Linked DNA regions of Mus musculus: region 1 is linked to region 2. A link is a contact called in public capture Hi-C data. All regions are on one chromosome and are shown on one strand. Each heading gives the region's core, a stretch centred on a gene start, on an enhancer-like site or on the middle of the called end of the contact. The rest is flanking DNA. Distances are from core to core; before and after follow the strand shown.

Region 1 (5,787 bases), core at 2,653-5,152, 470 kb before region 2:
AGCCAACCTGGTCAGGCTGTGGAGCCAGATGGATCTGCCCCTCCTAACAAGGGACTCCCAATTCACCTGAAGACCAGGAAGGTGCTAGTGCCCAACTCAGTCAACTCGTTGTTAATTGAGGGCCTGTTATTGAGCACTTGGGGTCAAGAGGAGAGGACCTTGGGCCAGCAGGGCTCTGTTGGGATGATAGAGCGCAGTGAGCTAGGCACAGAAGAGAGCAGCAGCAGAAGGCTGCAGGGCAGAGCTTCTGCTATACACATACACAATACATGTGCATTCTGGGAGCCTCTGCCTTAAGTTTTGTTTTTCTGAGACAAGGTCTAATCCAAAACTTACTGTAGCTTAGGTTAGCCTACCTTTGTCTCCTAAATGCATTGATGTTATAAGCATGTTTCATCATGTAGGTATGTCAGTTTCTTTTGTACTGCCCTTTAAAACATGGGTATTTGTTTTTGTTTTGTTTCGAGACAGGGTTTCTCTGTGTAGCCCTGGCTGTCCTGGAACTCACTCTGTAGACCAGGCTGAACTCAGAAATCTGCCTGCCTCTGCCTCCCAAGTGCTGGGACTAAAGGCATGCGCCACCAAGCCCAGCTGAGTTTTCTTCTTTAACTAAATTGCAACTCTGAGTACCTGCGTGCTTCCTGCTCGTTTCATTGAGTGTGTGTGTTGAGTGTGTGCTCATTGAATGTGTGTTCATTGAGTATGTTCATTGAGTGTATGTGTGTTTTTATTGAATATGTGTGTGTTCATTGAGTGTGTGTTCATTGAGTGTGTGTGTTCATTGTGTGTTCATTGAGTATGTGTGTTCATTGAGTGTGTGTGTTCATTGAGTATGTGTGTTCATTGAGTGTGTATGTGTTCATTGAGTGTGTGTGTGTTCATTGAGTGTGTGTGTGTTCATTGAGTGTGTGTGTTTTCATTGAGTGTGTTTTCTGCTCCAGTCCTGGTTTCTGTTCTCTTGGTCTCCAGAACTGCATTGTAGATCACATTTCCTATTATTTTTTAAATTCCCACATGAATCCCCCAGACACTATCAGTTGATATGATGCTCATCTTCCTGCTTCCCTTGCTCTTGTCTCCCATGAGTTTTGCATATTTTGAATGGTACCCAACAGCACTGCTGTGAGTCCCACTGCAGCCCCCAGGGCCACTGTGTCACTTTTGCAACTTGCCCACAGTACTGCATCTGGATTGATGGACTCAGCGCTCTCCTGGGGAAGGATATGTCCAGCGAGCTAACCAAGAGCGACTTGGACACGCTGCTGAGCATGGAGATGAAGCTGCGGCTTCTGGACTTGGAGAACATTCAGATCCCCGAGGCGCCACCTCCGGTCCCCAAGGAGCCCAGCAGCTATGACTTCGTCTATCACTATGGCTGAGCGGGAAGGGACTGGGGCCCAGGAGAGACACTGGCAGCCCACGCCACTTGTACAAACTCTGTAGTGATTGTGGTAACTACTCCTCAGAGCCAGTGGGACCCAGAGCTTCTCTCTGTCCCATCCACCAGGAGTCATGAAGTCAGGGCATGCTGCCCTCCTCAGCACCACAGAGCCTGGGTCGGGCTTGGAGGGGTGAACTCATGAGGCTCCTGCCTCCCGCTCTGCGTCACATCTGCATCTGGTACTGGACCTACTGACAGCCATCCCCTTTCCTTTCAAGTCTCCTCTCTGGTTTGTTGGAGAGCCCATGTGGGCCAAAGCTGGTCCATGAAAGGCTGACCATGGGGGCAAGAGGCCTGGGGAGCTCGGTGAGAGCCTCGGAGTGACTGTCTTCAGGTGGCTCAGGCAAGAACAGGCCTTGAGCTCCTGCTTAATAGGTCTCTGAGGGCTCATCCCAGCCTCGTCCTGTGCCTCATGCTGCTGCCTCTGGGGTTTGGCCCTACCATGTCTAGTCTCTAGAGACACCCGTCTCTCTTGTCCTTGCAGGTATCAGGACAGGTAGTAATTTTGCCCCAAGCCCTCAGCCTCATCCTGGCCAGGCAGAGGCCTCCAGCCTGAGTCCTGCTCTCTTAGGCTTTAGGAATGAACACTGCAGGGAAAGGCAGGCTGAGGCCTCTGGCTCCCCCTACCCCTCCAGTCCTCTCTCTTCCTTGCTGAGGCACAATATTCCCATGCCCCCTCAGTTACAGGCCCCTCCGTTTGCTTCCCTCCTGCCTCAGACAGGGGTGTTGCCTTCCCTTTCTCCCCTTCCTGGCGCTGTGGTTTGTGCCATTAGCCATGATTTCACAGCGGCTGGGGCCACAGCTGTGCCACGGCCTTCATTGGTGCTGCAGCACTGGAAGCCCACGCGCACAGCCTCTTTCCTTGGACGCATGTTACCATGGTGGTATTCAGTACTGGTAGCCTGGCATGGTGGGTACTACCCAGTGAAGAGTGTACTATATATTTTCTTTACTATAGGCCATACTTATACAGACATGTATATATATTTATATAAGATCTTCCTATCTTAGGATAGAATGTTTAAGGGAAAATAAAATCAAGAACAAAACTGTAGTGCTCTCAGTCATGAGCTGTGAGTGTAACCAGAGAGCAGCCAGGAGCTTCCTGTCAGTGATGTGTTTTCAATAAATACTCTTTCATGTAGACTGCTTCCTATCCACACCTCTTCCTCTGCACTTATTCCCTGTCCCAAGGGTGAGGAGCGGCCTGACAGCCTTCATTTCAGTGTGCCTGGGAGCATGTGGAGAGCTCCCAGCCACTCTGAGAGCATCTCCCTCTCCCCTCATCTCTCCTGCTCTTGTCATGCGCAAACTACTCACACCTGCTGGCTAAGGATGCTCACAGCTTGTGCTACAGGACAGAGCGTTTTCTGCTCAGTCGTGCTGGGTACAACGTGGAAAGGCATACTGTACACCCCCAAGAACCCATCCTCCCTTTTTCCCCTGCCAGGGACACAGCCAGGGAACAGCTCGAGTACTTGTGCCTTTCAAAGAAGACATGTTCCGCACCCCGCATGTTGCCTGCAGTTAGTGCCCAGCTTGCCAGCTGGTGCTTTAAGCTGGTGCTCCCATCAGCAGCCTTGGTAGCTGGGAGGTTTGAATGAAGGCAGTGATGAAAATAGATACTTCCCCTTGCCTCAGTCAGAAGGGGGTGAGGACAGGCGCTTTCAGAAGGCATAGAAAGTGCATGCAACGCAGGCTTTGAGGGCTGAACGAAGCCAAGACCTTGGGCTGCGATGGGCACCATTGTAGGTCTCAGGAAGCATTGAATCAACGAATGCTTTCGTGATGCCAGCTGGCAACAGCCTACAGCAGCAGTGTGCACAAAGCACAGCTTACACGCTGGCCTTGAGCCTTCTGCTAGGAGCCAGGAGCCCAGCCAAGTCATGTGCAAGGATTCCTGTTTGCAGCCAGTCCTAGTAGAGCCCGGATGAGCAGACGCCGAGAACTGGGCCAGCTCGGGTCTGCAGCCCTAGCTTGCATGGCTTAGAGGTTATCTTGCCCACATACTCTGTACCTGAAATGAGTCAAATCCAGGTGTGCTAAATTGGTGTTCTGCGGCCACTGTAACCTGCTTCCCTGGGCTCCCGGTAAGACTAGATCCTTCTTACCCCCTTCCTTTTGGGTTCCATTTCCTCTGCGATGAACTTCACGTACTCAGCCTATTGAATAATTCTCACAAATTTATAGGCATACGCAATGTCACAAAGTGTCCATTATCACTTTGCCAGGACGTTTTACTAATAAAATTTAATGGTTGTCATGTCATTTCCCTGCTGCTTGAAGTCCCTGAAGAAATAAGCCCTGTACAGAGTTATTAGTAGCTGTGATTCGTTCCTGGTGCCCGTTTAAGGGAAAGGTACAGAGGGACCGTGTTGGGAAGCTTGCTGTAGCCGCCTTAGAGATGCTCTGGCTCCGCCCACCCCACCGACTTCCGGCGGAAGTCTCGCCTCCTGAGGCACAGTGCCCACCTCGAGCTTCCGGCAGGAGGCTCCCGGCGAGAGCCTGGGCGGAGGTAAGTGGGCGTGTGGGCGGTCCCCTGCCTTCTCGCCCGGCCTCAGTTTCCCCAGCTTTCCAGTGGCTCTGGGCCCGTTCGCCTGGCATTCGCCGAGCACGTACGAGGGGCCGGGTCTTGGGGATGGGGGGAACCAGGTGGATACTGCCGAGCAGGCGCGGCAGGGACACGTGAGCAAACACAGTCGTCACGCGGTGTTAAGTGCCACGCGCAATGGGGGTCCTGGGGAAGGGGACCAGAGCAGAGAGCATCAGGTTGCCTTGCCGAGGAGGACGCCGGCTGATGTTCCGGGCACACGGCTGTACGTGGCGTTGCAGCTGGCAGGCAGGATCCAGGGAGAACTTGCGGACCCAGCCCCGGGGTCTCCGGTCTGTTGGGACCGGCAGTCTTAGTTTCTTTCCCTGATGCAACTTAAGGAAGGAAGGAAGAAAGAAAGAAAGAAAGAGCTTATTTCCCCCATAGTTCTTGGTGCTGTCCGTCGTGAGGAAGTCAGGGCAGTAAGTGCTTGAAGCAGCTGGCCACGTCGTTTCCACAGTTCTGAAGTATAGAATCTTGAGAGCCATCAGTGCCTGCTAGTGCACTCTCCCTTCTTTATGGAGGCCAGGAGTTCCTGCCCACAGCTACCTGGGTCTCCTCACATCGGTTAACCTGATCAAGAGAATCAATCCCTTCCTGGTATGCTCCGAGGCCCGTCTCCCAGGTGACCCTAGCTTCTGTCAGGTTGACCACACTAACCATTCCACCAGTCTCTGGCTCCTTGTGGACTGCAGGCAAGTGCAGGCAGTAGGTGAACGGAAACTGTGGTGTAGTGTGTGGTGGTGGGAGAGGAAGTGAAGAGAAGTGGGTGGGTCAAGGAATAACTAGAGGTGGACTTGACAAGGCAGGAGATGAGGGATGCCGAGGGAGGCAGCAATGGCTTCACTGGTGCTGACTGCCTTCTGCCAAAGAAAACAGTTGTTCGGTTGGCCGTTTCTAAGTGACTTGAGAGTCAGATGAAGACCCGAGGAATATTAAGGTAGCTCCTTGCAGCACCTTGAGGTTGAGCTGTCGGCTGGAGTTACGGGGTTGGTCGTGGTGGGCTGGGAATGAAGGCGGCAAAGAGAGGCTGGGCTGCAGCCCTCAGGCATCTGTGCTTACTGAATGAGTCAGAAAGAAGGAAGACTCCAGAGACTGTGGCAAGTTGCACCCGCTAGGTCTCTGAGGAGGAAGCTGTCAGTTTCGTGAGCAGAGCCACAGAAACCCGGGCTCTGGCGAGGTGACAGGGAAAGAGTAACTGCCTGGGTGAACAGCCTGACAGACTGAGGTAAGGGAGTGGGGCCTGACATTTGGAAACTTTGCTGTAGGTGACAGAATGACTCCTGCCATTCGCCAGTGCCAAGTGCTGCTCCTCGTGCCAGTGATCCCTCTGCCCCCCAAACCACACGGCCAGAGAAACTGAGTCAGATAACTCAGAGTCTCAGTTGTAGGGGACGCAGACGGCTTTTCTCACAGATCTCTGCTGTGCTCTGAGGCACTAAGCTGGACACCCACGTTCCAGCTGAGGAGGTAGAGGGCAGCCAGGTGCTACAGTGTCGCCCCACCCTGCGCTGAGGGAGCCACTGTTTCTTGGGGAAAGGGACACTTACTAAATTCCTTGCTTGGGTAGATGTGATTAGAAGCCTGCTCTCCATTACCATGGAGGGAGGGTAAGGCCCTTAGGAATTTTACATCTGTATAGCCAGTGTGAGGCAAACCGCTGTTTAGTGGGGACACAGAGTGGCTATCTGCTTCCAAGGTCCTTTCTGGTTCTGTCTGTGTGGGGGGATAGGTGACTTTCTGCATGGTGCCCCAT
Region 2 (6,016 bases), core at 2,930-5,429:
AGGACATTCACTTTATTGATCCCAGGTGGGACAGGAGAACTGGGAAGCTTGACGGCCTCACCATAGTCTCTGCCTTTGTGGGGAGGCTCCAGGGCCAGTGTCAGGTGAATCACATCACGGGTGAGCAGGAGTTACCAACACAGAACCTTCAGCCTCACCACCCACTATTTCTCTTAAGGAATCACCTGTTTCCAGAAATTTCTGGAGCTACAAATCATTTTTCCTTTTCAGTTGTCAAAAATGAAGCCAGAATGCACAGCAGACTGTATTTGGCCATCAAAGCCTACATATTTACTACTGAGCCCTTAGCAGAAAGGATTTTCTGACTCCCTGACACGTTCTAGACAAGAGGCTGGGGCAGAGCAGAAGCCTTTGGAAGCAAGCACAGAGGGAAGGACGTGAATGCTCGTATGTGTGTGAACTCAGAGCACAAATACAATCAGAAGTTGAGCCTACTGACTCAGGCTATAATCCCACTTACTCTGCAGGTTAGCTAGGAGACTCACAAGTTCAAAGCCAGCCTGTCTACAGAGTGAGTTCAAGAGTAGCCTGGGCAACCTAGTGAGAGGCTATCTCAGAATAAGACATAAAAAGAGGCAGTAGTAGAGCCTGCCTAACCCGTCGACTCCTCTGGGTTCAGTTCCTAGTACTGGGCGTGTACACGTGATTAGAGCTGTACCTGCTCATAAGGGCCGATCCAGTTGTCGGCCAGTTCCCGGAGGGTGCTGTAGCGACGCTCGAACTCCTCCTCGCTGCAGTGCTGTAAGAGCCGACCCACCTCTTCAGTGAGCAGAGTCACAGCCAGGTGCTTATCCAGGCTGGCACTCCACTTGCTGCCTAGGATACTGTCTAGACTGGAGGCACAGCCCGAGGTCCACTGAGCGGGCAGCATGTCGGGCTGGAGTACCTGCTGGCGGGCACTGAGCATGGCTAGGATGTGGCGGCAGGGCAGGTGGAAGGCTTGGTTAAAGTAGCAGCTGCAGCTGGCGGGGGGCTGGGGCTGGACGGTGTGCGTGTCCTCCAGAATCTGGATGCTCATCTTCTCGGAGCCGGAGCCAATGAGGTGCATGGATTTCTGGACGACCGCAAGCTCGCCTAGGCAAAGCTGGGCGGCTGGCCCCGTGCAGATGGCGTTGAGGGAGTGCTGGATACGGGCTTCCACCAACTGCTCTGTGTTGGGGTTTTCAGCGCTGGCCTCTGAAGGAGTGTGACTGTCCTGGGGTGTCTCGGCCAGGCTGAGGCTGGCTTTGTCCGAAGAGTTCTGCTGCATGTATCGGAACACAGACGCCATACCCTGTTTCTCAAATGGGGTGGTGCCAAAAAACTGGCTGAGGATGTGGGCCATGATCTCCAGACTCTGGAAGTAGCGGCTGCTCTGGGCGCGGCTCCTCCAGCGGTGGGCCAGCCAGATGCGGTCATTGAGCAGCCAGTGTGAGTGGAGCTCCGGCAGCCTGCTGGAGGGGATGCAGTTATTCAGGAGCGTGTACAGCTTCCTCAGGTTGCCAGCTGTGGCTGAGCACATCGTGCTCTGCAGGGAGGACAGAAGCAGCCTCTGGACAGGCTGCTCCAACGGCAGCTGATAGAATTTACCCTGGAGGAACTTGCAGATGTGGAAGGCAGAGAGCAAGACCTCAGCGGTGGGGAACTCCATGGTCAGGGTGGGCAGCAGGAGGAAGTGGGGGTCCACCAGGATGGTATTGACTCTCTCCCATGCTGGGTTAAACTTTTTGAACACCTGGAACATCTGGGCCAGGCCTCTGGCATCTTCATTGGTAGGGATGGCAAAGTACACAGCTCGGGCAAGAGGACCCTCAACCTGGACCCGGGGTCCATCTACCAGGAAGGTGTACAACACCTTGCCTCTTGGGTTATAGGTCCGGTGGATAAATAAGACCTCAGGGAAATGAGCAAAGAGGTCTTGCATGAAGCAGCTTTGGTAGTTGAAGGCATCTAGCTGAGGAGTCTTGCTAATCTGGTGCAGCATAGGTGGGCTGGAGTCCTTAATGAGTAGACCATTCAGCATCGTGAGGGCCATGGAGTGCTGCTGGCAAGCGTCTAAAGCCCAGGCTAGGATCCTTCCTCTGCAAGATCGACGGCCGTCAGGGAAGCACTACGTTTCTCAAGTGCCACGTAATTTGATGCTTGAAGCTAGACTGTAGTTTTAGGTACGGTTTTGGATGGGCCTAGGGAAAGGAAGAGACACTTAAGAGAGTAGGTACCTGGGTTTTTAACTATCTATCTGGACAATATCTCAACACTTATCAAACACTATATATCTTCCAGGGGCAGATATACAACAAGCACATAAGGACACATTGGTTGATTATAAAAACCATAAAAATGAGAAAGAGGCCAGAGAGCATGCTGCGGAGGGCAAGGCACATGGGCTACAGTGGGACACTGAGGGAGATTTCCCCGGATATGAGGGATAAATAACAAGCCAGCCCAGGAACTAAAAAGGGCAGGAAGTCACATGCAGTGGTGTACCTTTGTGATCTAAGCTACCTAAAATGCTGAGACAGAAGCGTCACCAGGCGTCACTGGATCAGCTCAAGACCAGCACAGGCAATTTAGAGAGAACCTGTCTTAAAAAAACAAAAAACAAAAACAAAACCCCTAACAACCACCACACACTCATGCATGCAAAAATCCCGAACCAACCAAACAAAAGAACTAGGGAATTGGGTGTGGCACCAACACCTGTAATCCCAGCACCTGGGAGGTGGAGGCAGCAGGGTCAGTTCAAGGTCATTCTAGACAATAGGAGATCATAATAGCTCACTGGCAGTATAGAGGATTGAAAACACATGGCCAATCCTAGCACTTGGGAGGCAGAAGCAGGCTGATCTCTGTGAGTTCTAGGCGAGCCAGGGCTGTTACACAGAGTACCCCTCTGTCTCAAAAAACAAAACAAAAAAACCCATATGGCATGTGGACCTTCTTTTTCTACAGAAGGATTCTGCTGTGTAGCTCTGACTTGTCCACAGCAATCCTCTCACCTCAGCTTCCAAGTGCTGCAAATAAGGCATGTGTCAACATTTAATTCTTTTTTAAAAATCATTCTAAATATTTGCATGGCCTTTCTGTTCACAAATTCTTATAATTCTTACCAACTTTTTCTTTGGTCCTGGTATATACCAGGAAAAAAAAACTGCTCAAAATTTGCTGTGAAATATTGAGCAAGCCAATTGCCTTCTCTGAAACTTGATTCCTTTCACTTTATTTATTTTTTTCTTTTGGCTTTTTTCGAGACGGTTTCTCTGTATAGCCCTGGCTGTCCAGGAACTCACTCTGTGGACCTCGAACTCTAAAATCTGCCTGCCTCTGCCTCCCAAGTGCTGGGATTAGAGGCATGCGCCACCACTGGCCGGCAATTCCTTTCACTTTAAGGGGGCTAGCATGTGTGTAACCTCTCCTGCGCCTACACATATCCTGATTGGATGTAATGCTTTATGCAAATGTTTCCCATTTGGCTCCATTCACTGTCCCCATTTCGCCGATGAAAGACTCAGGTTCAAAGACACATGAAAGACTGAGGTAGAAAGCATAGGCTATCTGTCCATCATTACAACAGCTGGAAGCCGAGCTTTGGCTCCAGATCCTGATGGCATCCTATAGAGTCCCAAATTATGGATCAGGAAGGGAAGGCGGCCTCTGACCTCACCTGAACACCGGTGGGGGACGCGGAAGGCTGAGGTTCGTGTTCAAGCCCAGCGGAGCCGAAATCCACCTTCCACTGGTGGAAGCTGAATGCACTAGTCGCTGAGACCCGGCTTCACGCCTCCACGGCCGAGACCATTCGCGCACCGGCAGACGCGGCAGCCATTCCTCCCACTGGGCCCGCCTCCGACTGACTGACGTCCAGCCTCGCCAATCACCACGCCAGCTTCACAATGACTCAGACCAAAGGAGCTCGCTGTGGAACTTGGGAGTTACGGACCAATCCTGGACTGGCAGCTCCTGGACGGGGCTGTTGCCAGGGTTACAGAGGCTCGGCCAGAAATCACCAATGAGAGCTTGTGGAAGGATGTTCAAGCCCGGAACAGGCCGCCCGAGGGCGAAGCCTCCCTTCGGTCTAGGGGGCTGGAAAGGCGGCACCTTTTAAAGGCCAAAATAAAAATAAAAAAGAGCAGTGTTTTATACGGACAACATTTAGTTTGTCGGCTATCGAGCTGTCAAGCTCCGTAGATACAGAATGGTGGAAAAAGGTGCAAATGTAATCCTGCATTCTTTGCCTTGTGGAGAAACTGAGGCTTGTAATTCCGGTTATTCAGGGTCTGAGATAGGATCAAGAATTTGAAGCTAACTCAGGCAACCTAGTAGGACCAAGTCTTAAACAGCTGGGTGTGGTGTCACACGTATTTAATCCTAGCACTGGGGAAGCAGAAGCCAGCCTGGTCTACATCAAGTTCCAGGCTAGGCTTCTCTCGAAAATAAAATTAAAAAGTTTAAATTAGGAATTTGCCCACAGCGTCCCAGCAAGTGGCTTGCAGTAAAATCTAGGATTTAGGTCGGTCTTTCCTCCTGGTCCCTGACAGGACAGAATGAACAAGACAAGCTACCATCTGTGTTGTAGGATAGGTTGGTAGGAAGAGGGCAGAGTATGGGGGTGCATTACTAACCCTCTGAATGTCAAGTACCCCATTAGACAACATTCATGGTTCCTTTAAAATGACAACGTTTTGAGGCCGCTAGTCTGGGCTACATGAGGCCCCGTCTCAAAAAACACAAACGTGAAACAAAACAAAAACCGACTTTATTAGTGTGAATAAAAATACGTAACAGGTATTTTCTAAAGAGCAGCAACAGTTGACAATCAAGGGCTACCCTCCTCCCCCTCTGTCTCTGGACACAAAGCTCCTTTCCGGGCCCATTGTGTTTATCCTAACCTGGGCAAGGGTTCGTCTGTGTAGGCTGGGAAGAAAGGAGCATGCCCTTTCATATGGAATAACTTTGGCTTTGAACAATGAACAAGGTGTCTACAGAACGCCAAAGGTAGGGCTGAAATGAGGCAGGGTCAAAGGATTGTCACAGTGGAGTCCCTCTCCCCCGAGTTTTAAGATCTTCTTAGCCCTTACCTAGGAAGACACTGATAAAAATACTGACCTACAGTCTGACCCACCACTTTGAACTGTCCCAAGGTGGTTCTGAGATGGGTTCACTAGTACAAACACTTCAATCATGAACCATGGCTTCAGCAAGAGGGGGGCTGTCTGCTTCCTCTAGCTTTCCCCAGAGGAAAGGGAGGCAGCCCACGTCTCTGAAGTCAACTGGCTGCTGACTGGACTCAGGCAGCTGATAGGGGTCTGCCCAGATGTCCACAATCTTGCGCAGGGTGGAGCAGCGCTCCTCCAGCTCTGGCCCCTCGGTCTGCATCAGCAGGTTTGCCAGCTCCCTGCTTAGGTCCCGAATCATGTGGTTCTGACCTTGCTTTTCAGGCTGATCTGTGTTTGGGATGATTCCACGGTCTTGCAGCTCCCCATTGGGGTCAAGGAGGTGCTGGTATTTCTTCTGCCACCGGCAGCACACCATGGCTTCCCCTACTGGCTGCTGGCTGGTATGCAACAGAGCCAAAATGTGGCGGCATGGCAGATGGTAGCACTGTTGAAAGGAGCAGCTGCAGCTACAGCCATCTTTGCTCACCTGGTGTGAGTTCTCTAGCAGCTGAACAGCCACTGAGGAGCCGGCCTCGTCTACCAGGTGGGTGGAATTCTGTACCACCTCCCACTCATTATGACACAACTTGTAGGCTAGTTCAGAGCCACTCTGGTGCAAGATGTCTAGCATGCCAGCCTTGGAGGACTGATCCTGGGGCTGTGGCAACTGAGACTGTGCTGAGTCTGCCTTTGTCTCTTCTACCTCTTCCACAGGGAGCCTGGTGTCACCCCCACCACAAATTCTAAAAGGCTTCTTGGGCCTTGGAGGCGTGCTTGGGAGCCGAGTTCTCCTTAACTTGGGAGCATTTGTGGGCAAGCTCTTCAGACCTTTGGTATTAAAGAAGTCTATGTAATCCACA

The links. Capture Hi-C pulls out chosen DNA fragments and counts their contacts.
Region 1: a contact with region 2 is called in a capture Hi-C map of macrophages, with 2.1 times the contacts expected there. The contact joins the promoter of Slc35c2 here to the promoter of Zswim1 in region 2. A contact is called at or near these places in 6 of 39 promoter capture datasets (the C10 cell line, the HPC-7 cell line, the SN4741 cell line and 3 more), 1 of 484 Hi-C or Micro-C datasets (the G1E-ER4 cell line), 4 of 115 datasets of contacts at active chromatin or transcription factors (acute myeloid leukemia, bone marrow-derived macrophages, large pre-B cells and 1 more) and 1 of 9 other capture datasets (macrophages).

Annotation. Positions count from the first base shown.
Region 1 is chr2:165,285,953-165,291,739 of GRCm38.p6, reverse strand. It overlaps Slc35c2 (solute carrier family 35, member C2), which reads left to right and starts at 3,902. Exons shown (of 10, transcript NM_144893.2): 1 at 3,902-3,956. Elmo2 (engulfment and cell motility 2) reads left to right here. Exons shown (of 21, transcript NM_080287.2): 21 at 1,179-3,709. The coding sequence ends at 1,379.
Region 2 is chr2:164,820,849-164,826,864 of GRCm38.p6, reverse strand. Zswim1 (zinc finger SWIM-type containing 1) reads right to left here and starts at 4,179. Exons shown (of 2, transcript NM_028028.2): 1 at 3,665-4,179; 2 at 1-2,183. The coding sequence starts at 2,035. The coding sequence ends at 668. Zswim3 (zinc finger SWIM-type containing 3) reads right to left here. Exons shown (of 2, transcript NM_178375.2): 2 at 4,738-6,016. The coding sequence ends at 5,176.